2 separate regions of the Rattus norvegicus genome follow, and region 2 is linked to region 1. A link is a contact called in public Hi-C data. All regions are on one chromosome and are shown on one strand. The core of a region is the stretch at or near the end of the contact, and the rest is flanking DNA. Distances in the headings are between cores, read along the strand shown.

Region 1 (4,372 bases), core at 289-2,788:
GGCCAGGGTGTGGGTTTGGTACCTGAGGTGGAAGATCCACACGTTAAGCAGTTTCTCACCAGGGAAAGTAGGAACTGCTGGGTTCTGACCTCATCTGGAAGCAGAGAATGTCTAAGCAGGATCTATTTCTCCATCACACTGCCTCCCTCACACCCCAACAGCAAAAACAAGACTCGGTAGCTCCCTGTAACAGCACTTGCTGTACGAGGCCATTCACTGGAGGATGGAAAGATACTACAGGGAAGTTTACAAGAAATGTTATTTGGAGGAAATGATAACTTTAAGAAAATTAATTTCTTCTTTCCCCTGGGTGACATGCGAACATAGTTTTCTTTTAAGACGTTGAAAATTGTTACTGTAACTGTAAAGCCTCTTTGTTGACTATCACTACCTTTTCTATCTCAGATGTTTCTTCTCCTCTGCCACCAGGGACAGTGTAAGTTTGTCTCAGATTTTTCTAGACATTAAATGTTGTTGACCTACAAGTATGTCTTTATAGAAAATATCAAGAAAGAAACAAAGAAACAAAGAAGCAAAGAAAGAGAAGGAAGAAGGAAAGTATTCTTTTGTAGATGTGTTTTGATCACAGACTGTTCTACTGCTTTGATTCCGCACTGTTATATTTTGGATGCAGGAACTGAACTCAGAGCCCCACACTTGCTAACTATTCTTCAAAAGGCCAGCCTTTTACTTTTCGAACTGAGGCCAGCATCAAGGAGATCTTTCAGTGCCCCACCCATAGACCCATCTCCTTTCTGATCGCTATGGGGTGGTGTTCTATAATTAGAAAAGTTTACTTAAAGTACTCTTACCAAAGACCGTTGCCATTGTTTCTAGTTTTTTGTTTGTTTGTTTGTTTTTTACTGACTGGTCAGGGCTGCAGCAACGCCCTTTTAATTGCTTCTTGGGCATTTACAACGTCAGTGTTTCCCTTAGAAAAGATCCCCCAAAACGTGATCTTTGCTTTAGACTGGAAACAGACTGAATCAGTCCAGCGTGGGTGTAGGGGCGTGAGTGTAGGCACGTGGGAGGGGGAAGAGGATGGTTAGAGGGGACTCCATATGTGGTGGAAAGTATTTGTCTCTCGGCTGTGGAGGTTGGTTACGCGGTGCTTTTTGAACTGCACACTTAAAGTGGGCGCATTTAACTGTTTGGACTGCTTTTACCCTACTAACGCTCACTTTTAAAAAAGGACCGCCAGGGCTATGTAGAGAAACCCTGCACACACCCCGCCTACGCCTCAAAATGATTCTGGCTTGGGCCTTGCCCCCTCGCTCCCGGGCCTCCTTGCTACAAACTGTTCTTCCACGAATGGAGTTGCCTGGGGTCTGGTGGCTCAACGCGCGTGTTCCCTGAGGTCCCCAAAGTTGGCAGAACCGCCCCAGCCCCACGAGGCGTCTACACGTCCGCACCTGGCGTTCCTAGGAGGGCGGGGTGGTCCTCTCTAGTCCCGCCCATCCGCCCTCCCTCCGTGGGCGTGGCTTACAGCGGCCCGCCCTCCCGGTGGAGCCAGGCATCAGGTCCAGCCTGCTAGAAGCCGTTGTAGGTGTTCGCGTCGCCGCCGCCGGCATCGTGGAGCTCGGGCCCTCTTTTACCCGGGATTTTTGTTGTCGCCTGGGATCAGCGGTGACATCGCAAAGGGCAGGCCCGGCAGCTGCCATGGTGGCCAAGGATTACCCCTTCTACCTCACTGTCAAGAGGGCAAACTGCAGCTTGGAGGCGCCCCTGGGCAGCGGGGTGGCCAAGGACGAGGTAGGACGCGCCCTCCACACACCTGCACCTCGGGCTTCTCCGCCACCTCACCTTGTATACCGCACACTTTCTCTCCATCTCCCCGGAGTGCTGCGCTTCTCCGGATCGCCCCTTCAAATGCTCCCTCTCGCCTTCTCTTGGCTCCTCTATCCCTGCCCCTCTCTCCCTGCGCCCGGGAACCGCAGTTTCCTGACGCTGCCTCTCTCCTACTGGAGAGTCCGGCAGACAGAACTCCAGTCTCTGTCTAGAGCCCGCAAAGGCATCTACCTACCGCTGCCCTGTTAGGGAGGCCTGGGTGTCAGGAAGAGCCCCTCGTAAAGCAATGTGTCCCCGTCCTCGGTCGGGGTTAAGAGAGCCTAAGTTCTTTGAGACCGGTTCAGATATCTCACCAGACACACTTGGTTTTGTAGCTGTTTGAGAGCAAGGGCAGGACAGAGCACCTTTACTTGTCAAAAGTAACCAATAAAGGAGGTTGGAGGAAGAGTGTCGTTCATTTTGGGTCTAAGCTAAAAGAGTAATTGAGGCTGAAAATGAGCTATACGCTGGTGAATTCGCTGTCTTAAAGACTAGAAACAGTTCCCTTTCTGGGAACTTGGGCGCAGGGAGAGAGGCAGTGCCCTTGGGTAATTGAGGGAGTCCTCTCAGTTTGGTTTTCTTAAGCTTTCCCCTCCCGCCCCCGTGTGCTCTGTCTCTGGCAAGTTGCTGACTGCCCTTAAAAGAGTTAGTAGGTTAAGCTGGGGGAGAAGACTATTCTCGTACTTTTTCAGGGTTTTAGAGAAGACAGTTGCCTTATCAGATCCTAGCCTTGCTGTGGTGGCGTCTATAGCACCAGCTAATCATCCCCCCCCCCCGTGTGTGTGTGTGTGTGTGTGTGTGTGTGTGTGTGTGTGTGTGTGTGTTCTCCACTTTCCTCTGCCTCACTCTGAGAACCACCAAGACGGGGGGGGGGGGGCGGGTGGGCAGTGGTGGTGCTGGAGGCAGATGTGTGTCCCGCCCAGTCACTGCACGGTTGGTTCCACCTATGCGACACATGTAGGTCTGTCTGCTCAGTGTGTGCCCTTGACTCTGAATTCTGTATAGGTGTATTTGGAGATTCATTTCCTCCAACAGTGCCTCCTTGCAGCAGGACTCTGCCAGGCTCTGGTTATACAAGATAAAACCCTCTCCTTTCCGTAGCTAGTTGAATATTTGTAGAGCTCGTAGTCTCAGCAGCTATGGAAGTGTGACGGGTTCTCATCTGTTTGGACAGGGTGGTACCTTCCTGGGGTTCAGGTTGTTACTGCCTGGGTTAGATATGAGTTTTCAGTAGGGATGGGGCTGGTGGCTTCTCAGACTTCTGGGAGGAAAAAAAAAGCATAGCCAGTTCGGTTAATAAACTAAAATGGGTCAGAGAAGATCATAGTGAAAATAGTTGTGAATTCTGACCGGGCTTTGCTCTTTTTGTCCTGTGTTTTGGAGTCCTGTGGTAAAGGCTTAAGTGAAGCTGCCTGCTTATTCTTTTCTTGTTAGTCATGGTCTGTAGATATGTGCTCTAGCATTTCGTGAACTGTTATGCTAATTTTCCTCATCACTAATATTTTTATATTCCCTTTGTGGGGATGTACTTGTGTGAAAACAAGGATGGGAGGTGAATGCTTTTGGGGAATATTGGTAAGTATTTTTCAGGGATCACCACTGAGTTGTATTAATATAATTATTTTTACCATAATAAAAGTACACTTGACACAACTTGAGACAGAGATAGATGTCTCCAACTTCATTGGTCAGGTATAAATAGCTTCCCAGTAATGGAGATGGACAAGGTTGGAAAAAGAAACTTAAGTGGGTTTCAGGGGAAGTTTTCTTGTTTCTGTCTGCACAAAGGGCGACTGAACAGAAATATATTTTCTGCCGGTAGGTGTCGCCAGTATTTATAAATGTCTAAAAACAACCACTAAAACCCACGTTCACTTACTGCCTTTTAAGAAAAACAAGATTATATAATTGTTTATAAAATAGATATTGTTAAGTCCTGTGAATGTTTCTTTTTTGAGAAACTTTGTTTCTTTGTAAAAAGAAGATAATGAAAGGAAGCCTGTCTCTCTGAAGGCCTTCTTGCGATGACAGGACTCGTTGACCTTCAGGGTAGTTGTGGCTGAGCACCTGTGCCAGCCACCATGCGTGATGGCTGTTCCTCCTGAGCACATTCTAGGGAGAACTGCGTGCAGCATGGCCTCGGCTGGTTTCTTCTAGTACTCAGTCACCAGCAACTTTCTGTTCACCTAACAGAAAAGTCAGCGGGGAGCAGGTCACCAGATGACATCTATCTGAGTAAAAATGCTGAAAAAATTCTCTTCAGGGTTTAATTTAAATGCTTCTTTTTAAAGTTTTATTGGTAGTTCCCAGTGGAAGTAAAAAAAAAAGATACATGTTTAAATTTTTTCTTTAAACTGTCCATTTTAAACTTTAAAAAGTATTCTGCATAGGTTATGATAGTGCCTGCCTGATATTTTGTATCAACTAATAAAATAGTGCTTGTTACTCTGACATTTCTTATGGGCATATGGGTTAGATTGCAAATACTGCTTCTTAATCTGGCATTTCTTATGGGTATATAAGTTTGATTGCAAATGTTTAAATG
Region 2 (4,820 bases), core at 1,484-3,983, 71 kb after region 1:
GCAAGCAGAGGCAGGAAGATGCGGAGTTCAAGAACAGCCTTGGCTACTTACCAAATTCTAGTTCAAACTGAATTCCACCGTAAAAACAAAACAAAGCTAAAAGCACCAGCCAGCTCTGAATATTCAGCTGAAGTTGGGGGTGGATATTGGAGGCGTTTGTCATGGCCAATGGCTTGCCATTAGAAGAGCCCTTTCTAGCCTACAACATCAGGATTGCCAGGACCAGAGAAGATCTGCCAGGGTCATGTGACCCCATCAGCATTATGTTTCATCCTCCTCAGCCACTCCTCTTTTCCAGTGGTAATAGGGGGCTGGGGGATAGGGACACAGAGACTGTGACTGCATCCAGTGACTGTTGACAAACAAGAGAGAAGGACTTGGGGGTGAGAAATGTGTCACTGTCACCCAAGGCTCCTGCGTGAACCACAGAAATTGAAGTTACTCCGGAGGGTCTCAAGATTTCCTGCTCTGCTTTTGGGCCTGGTTCTAGAGCTACAGACGGACTGGTGGTTAATTCCCCTCGAGGCTGGTTTCATTAGCTCTTATTAACTAGAACCGGCTAGCCAAACTGGAAAGTTCTTTGTTAAAGCCTTGCTTTACAGAGCAAGGATGGGTAAAAAGACCTTGAGGGCGTGGTGGAAAAAACCGTTCACAAACTAGACAGAGCAGCTTCTGCAAGTGTAAATACTTAGAGGATTTGTATAAAATTATACCCACACCAGCACTAGTAGTAATGATTCTAAATTATTGCCAAAAAGTTTTTTTTGTTTGTTGTTGTTAATTTTTGCATCTATCAAAAGTTTACAGAAAAGAAAGCAAAATGCAAAGTTGTCCCTTTACTATGCACATGTGTCGTGCGCACTGAAAGAAGCCGTGTGGCAAGAGCAACCAATAGAAAAACAAGGTATATGACATTATTATTTTTCAAGACCTATTTTGACCAGTTTCTACCCTGTAAAGCCTATTTCTGTATTTATAGTTTTTAACCATGGTGAAAATTTTTTTCTATTATGAGTTTATTTAAAACCATTTTGTCTCTCAAGTTGCTGATGTAGCGAATAAACCTGCTCCGGGCAGACACAGTAGGAAGCTGAGACGGACCGGGCACTGGACGATAGAGAAAAGCCTGAAATGTTCTCTACAGAGCCATTGTGACCAGCGAGTTAAGGAAGGGTCTCTGTCAGGGTCAGCCTGTGGGAAGAGAGTGAATGAATGTTCTGGTGAAATGAATACTTTTGTATAATGGCCTTAAACTTTTCTGGAAGCATTTCAAATAAATTGCATTAAGAATACCTTTCCCCCCTGTGTACAGTGTGTGCTCAGCCACCAAGTGTCAGGTTGTCCTCTTGAAGGGCAAGAGTTTCTTTCTGAAATGTTGCATGTGGTTTCCAAGTAGGACTTACCGTAGAACACAGGCTGAAGTAAATGGTGTGACTGATCAATGAAGCTGCTACAGAACATACATTTCTGTTTCCTCAAGCATTCTGCTCTGATTTGTTTTTTTTTTTGACCATGCATACTTAGTGTACACCATTTATTTGTTTGTATATATTGAGTGTAGATGTATGTGTGAGACATGCACATTAGTGCACAGGTGCTACCACCCCTGAGTGGAGGGCTGAAGACAGCCTGACTTCTCTCCTCTCACTGTATGGGCTTTGAGACTCAGGTCATCTGGCTTGACATTAGCAGCAATCACCTTTACCCATTTTAGCCTCTTACCACCCCAACCCCACTCACTCACCTTTACCTATGCCCTATACAAAGCTTAGTGGTAAGTCAGAGCTGTGACAGAAGAGTGTTACATCTCGCTGTGGACACAAGTGACTGATGGTGAACTTGAAGCTGACGGGTGTAGTGGTTCACACCTGTAACTCCAGCCCTTGGGAAGCAGAGGCAGGAGGATCCCCAAAAGTTCAATACTCTGTATTGCAAGTTCCAGCCCAGCTAAGAACTACTTAGTGTGAGCACCTCTTGAAACAACAAGGAAAAGGAAGGGCTGAGGGAAGTTTCACTTTTAAATTACACTGGAATTTTAGTCTACTTGTTCATTGAAATAGTTTTATTTCTCCAAAAGAATAGGGTTTCTGTTTTGTTTATAAAAAAAACTGAACAGGTTTTAAGCCCTTAGCAACCATTTCCAACAGCATATTAATGCAGAAAGGCTAATGACTACTTTTTTCTTTATAATGTGCATCTGCCACATTCTTTACATACTGTTCACTCCTAGATTTGACACAGCATTCACATAAACAGTAAGTCCAGGTTTTGCTTTTCTCAAGGGAAAAATCGAGTTCTCTGTCTGCAATCCCAGCACTCCAGAAGCTGAACCAAGAGAACTGCTACAATTTGAAGGCCAGCCTGAGCTAGATTGTACCAGGTGCCAGCCTGGGCTATATAGTACAAGGTTAGTCAGCTACCTAGCTAAATCACACACACACACACACACACACACACACACACACACACACACACACACAAATTAGAGAGAGAGGGAGAGAAGGAGAGAGAGAGGGAGAGGGAGAGAGAAGGGAGGAAAGGAAAGAAGAAAGAAAGGAAGGGAGAAAGAAAAGAAAGAAAACCCAATCTGCTTTGTTCTCTGGTCTTTTGCCCTCCCCTTCAGAGCCATTTTAGACAGTCTCTATTTTTTGTTCCTACAACGGCATTGGCTTGTTGATTTGGGGGCTGTATCTTTGCTAGAACGTTCATTGTTTGTGCTGACATTTTCAGAGTTAGTACAAGTGATGGGAGGCTACGTGGGTTTCAGTCTGTTCCAAAGATGTTACTGCACACACAACTAAATGCCATCCATGTAGTCAAGACACAACGAAAACAGCCAGAGCTGGCAGTTTTGTGCAAAGTTAGAATGTGGTTTCGGTTTCTCGCTTGTGGCCACTGCCACTGACTGCTTCAGTTTCCATTCCCAGAAGTCTCTAGCCGCTAAGAATGCAAACTTCGTGGTTACAGGAAGCTGCAGCCCATCTCGGTGAGCAGCTTGTTCAACTTTACGTTCTCTGTGTGTCCCTTTTTTTTTTTTTTTACTCTATTTCCCCAAATCCAGAGTGCCATCTGGTTTTAGAGAATGGCCACACAGAATGGGAAGACGGTTCCCCAAACCCAGAGCTATCTGTAGGAATCTTATAGCCATCAGGATAGAAAGCCCCACGTGAACAAGTGCACATTGAGAAGAGGTAACTACCCCTCAAATCTGTGTAGTCAGACAGCTTTAAAAACATCACAACTCATCACACCACACTTTTTTTCTTCAGGAATGTTGGTGGTTCTATCTAGATAGAGTGGTTTATCAAGGGATAGCCTAGTTTCCTTTGTTGTTGTGATAAATATCATGACCAAAAGCAATTTGGAGTGGAAAGGATTTATTTCAACTTACGGTTCTAGTAGGTCATGGTCCCATCACTGAGGGAAAGTCGTGGCAGGAACTGAAACAAACCATGGAGGAATACTGATTACTGGCCCATTCACTGATTCATGCTCAGCCAGCTTTTTTACATACCTACATGCCAAGGGAATGATGCCACCCACAGTGGACTTGGGTCCATCCCCCCACCCCCGACACACACATTGTCAATGAACACAATTTACCATAGACATGACCACAGGCCAATCTGATCAATGCTGTTCTTCAATTAAAATTCCCTCTTCCCAGGTGATTCTACATTGTAAAGTTGCTTCGTGAGACCCTGTTATAACATGCATGTGTGGGGAGAATATTTGAGATCCAGAATGTGATGAGGAAGGGGACCCAAAAGGGTAACAGTATGAATATGATCAAAGTACATTATAATCATGTATGAATACAAGGGAGCTGGGAAGAGACTCGGTAAAGTGAATGTCTTGCAAACATGGAGACGAGTTTGATGCGCAGAATACATTAAAAACTCAAGGTGGAGTGGCATGATCTTGTAATTCTAGCACTGGGAAGATGGAGATAGGAGGATCCTTGGAGCCCACCTAATTGGTTAATCAAAGACTGTGTCAGGGAAGGTGAATAGTGTTCCCAGGTATGATACCCAGGGTTGTTTTCTCGTCTCCACTTGCATGCGCACACACACACGTACACACATACACCTGTATTGGAAGAAATGTCACAATGAGGGGGCAGGGGAGTTGGCTCAGTCTTAAAGGGCTTGCCATACAAGCATAATGACTTGAGTTCAGGTCACCAGCACCCATGGATAATCCTAGCACTCAGGAGGTGAGCATCTGAGAGCTTGTGGCTATACCTCAGCCTGGGGAGGGGGGCCTGGGAATGAGTGGACCCCAAGGGCTTACTTGCCAGCCAGCCTAGCCAATATGTGGATGTTTAGATCGAATGAGAAGTCGTGCCTTGAATGTTCAGGTAGAGAGCAGCAGAGGGAGGCAGCCCACTAATGTCACCCTCTGGACTTCTTTTGGGCCAGCACACTGGCATACACACAAAGTTCTTGCCACAGTGAAACCCATTGCTTTGTACATGCCAAAAGAAAAAACAAACCCTTGGTGTGAGCCTCTTTTATTTATTTTGATGTATGTGTACATAGTTGAGCCTTCTCAATAAAGAGAATCTGGGATTTTGTTGTTCCTTGGGTTGTGTGTGTGTGTGTGTGTGTGTGTGTGTGTGTGTGTGTGTGTATGTATGTGTGTGTTTCCTTTGGAGACAGGGTCTCACTTTGGATTCCACTCTCATCTGGAACTTGCTATTCTCAGATGTTTTTATTTATTAACACTGGGATCAAATGCAGGGCCTCCTGTATGCTAGGCAAGCATTCATACCACTGAGCTACAACTTCAACCCCTATTTTTACTTAAGTCTGGAGAGA

Evidence for each region. Hi-C and Micro-C count contacts between places; a contact is called where the count stands out from the background.
Region 2: a contact with region 1 is called in a Hi-C map of mammary epithelial cells, with 2.7 times the contacts expected there. The contact joins the enhancer-like site here to the promoter of Arhgef3 in region 1. A contact is called at or near these places in 7 of 12 Hi-C or Micro-C datasets (the A7r5 cell line, the Rat2 cell line, hepatocytes and 3 more).

Annotation. Positions count from the first base shown.
Region 1 is chr16:2,517,673-2,522,044 of GRCr8, forward strand. Arhgef3 (Rho guanine nucleotide exchange factor 3) reads left to right here and starts at 1,539. Exons shown (of 10, transcript NM_001106061.1): 1 at 1,539-1,752. The coding sequence starts at 1,660.
Region 2 is chr16:2,587,343-2,592,162 of GRCr8, forward strand. It overlaps Arhgef3 (Rho guanine nucleotide exchange factor 3), which reads left to right. Exons shown (of 10, transcript NM_001106061.1): 10 at 1-1,284. Among named protein-coding and RNA genes, the nearest start is that of Tasor, 24 kb to the right of the region's middle. Within about 2 kb of position 2,734, at least 4 of the 93 cell types and tissues checked have an H3K27ac peak or open chromatin away from gene starts, as enhancers often do.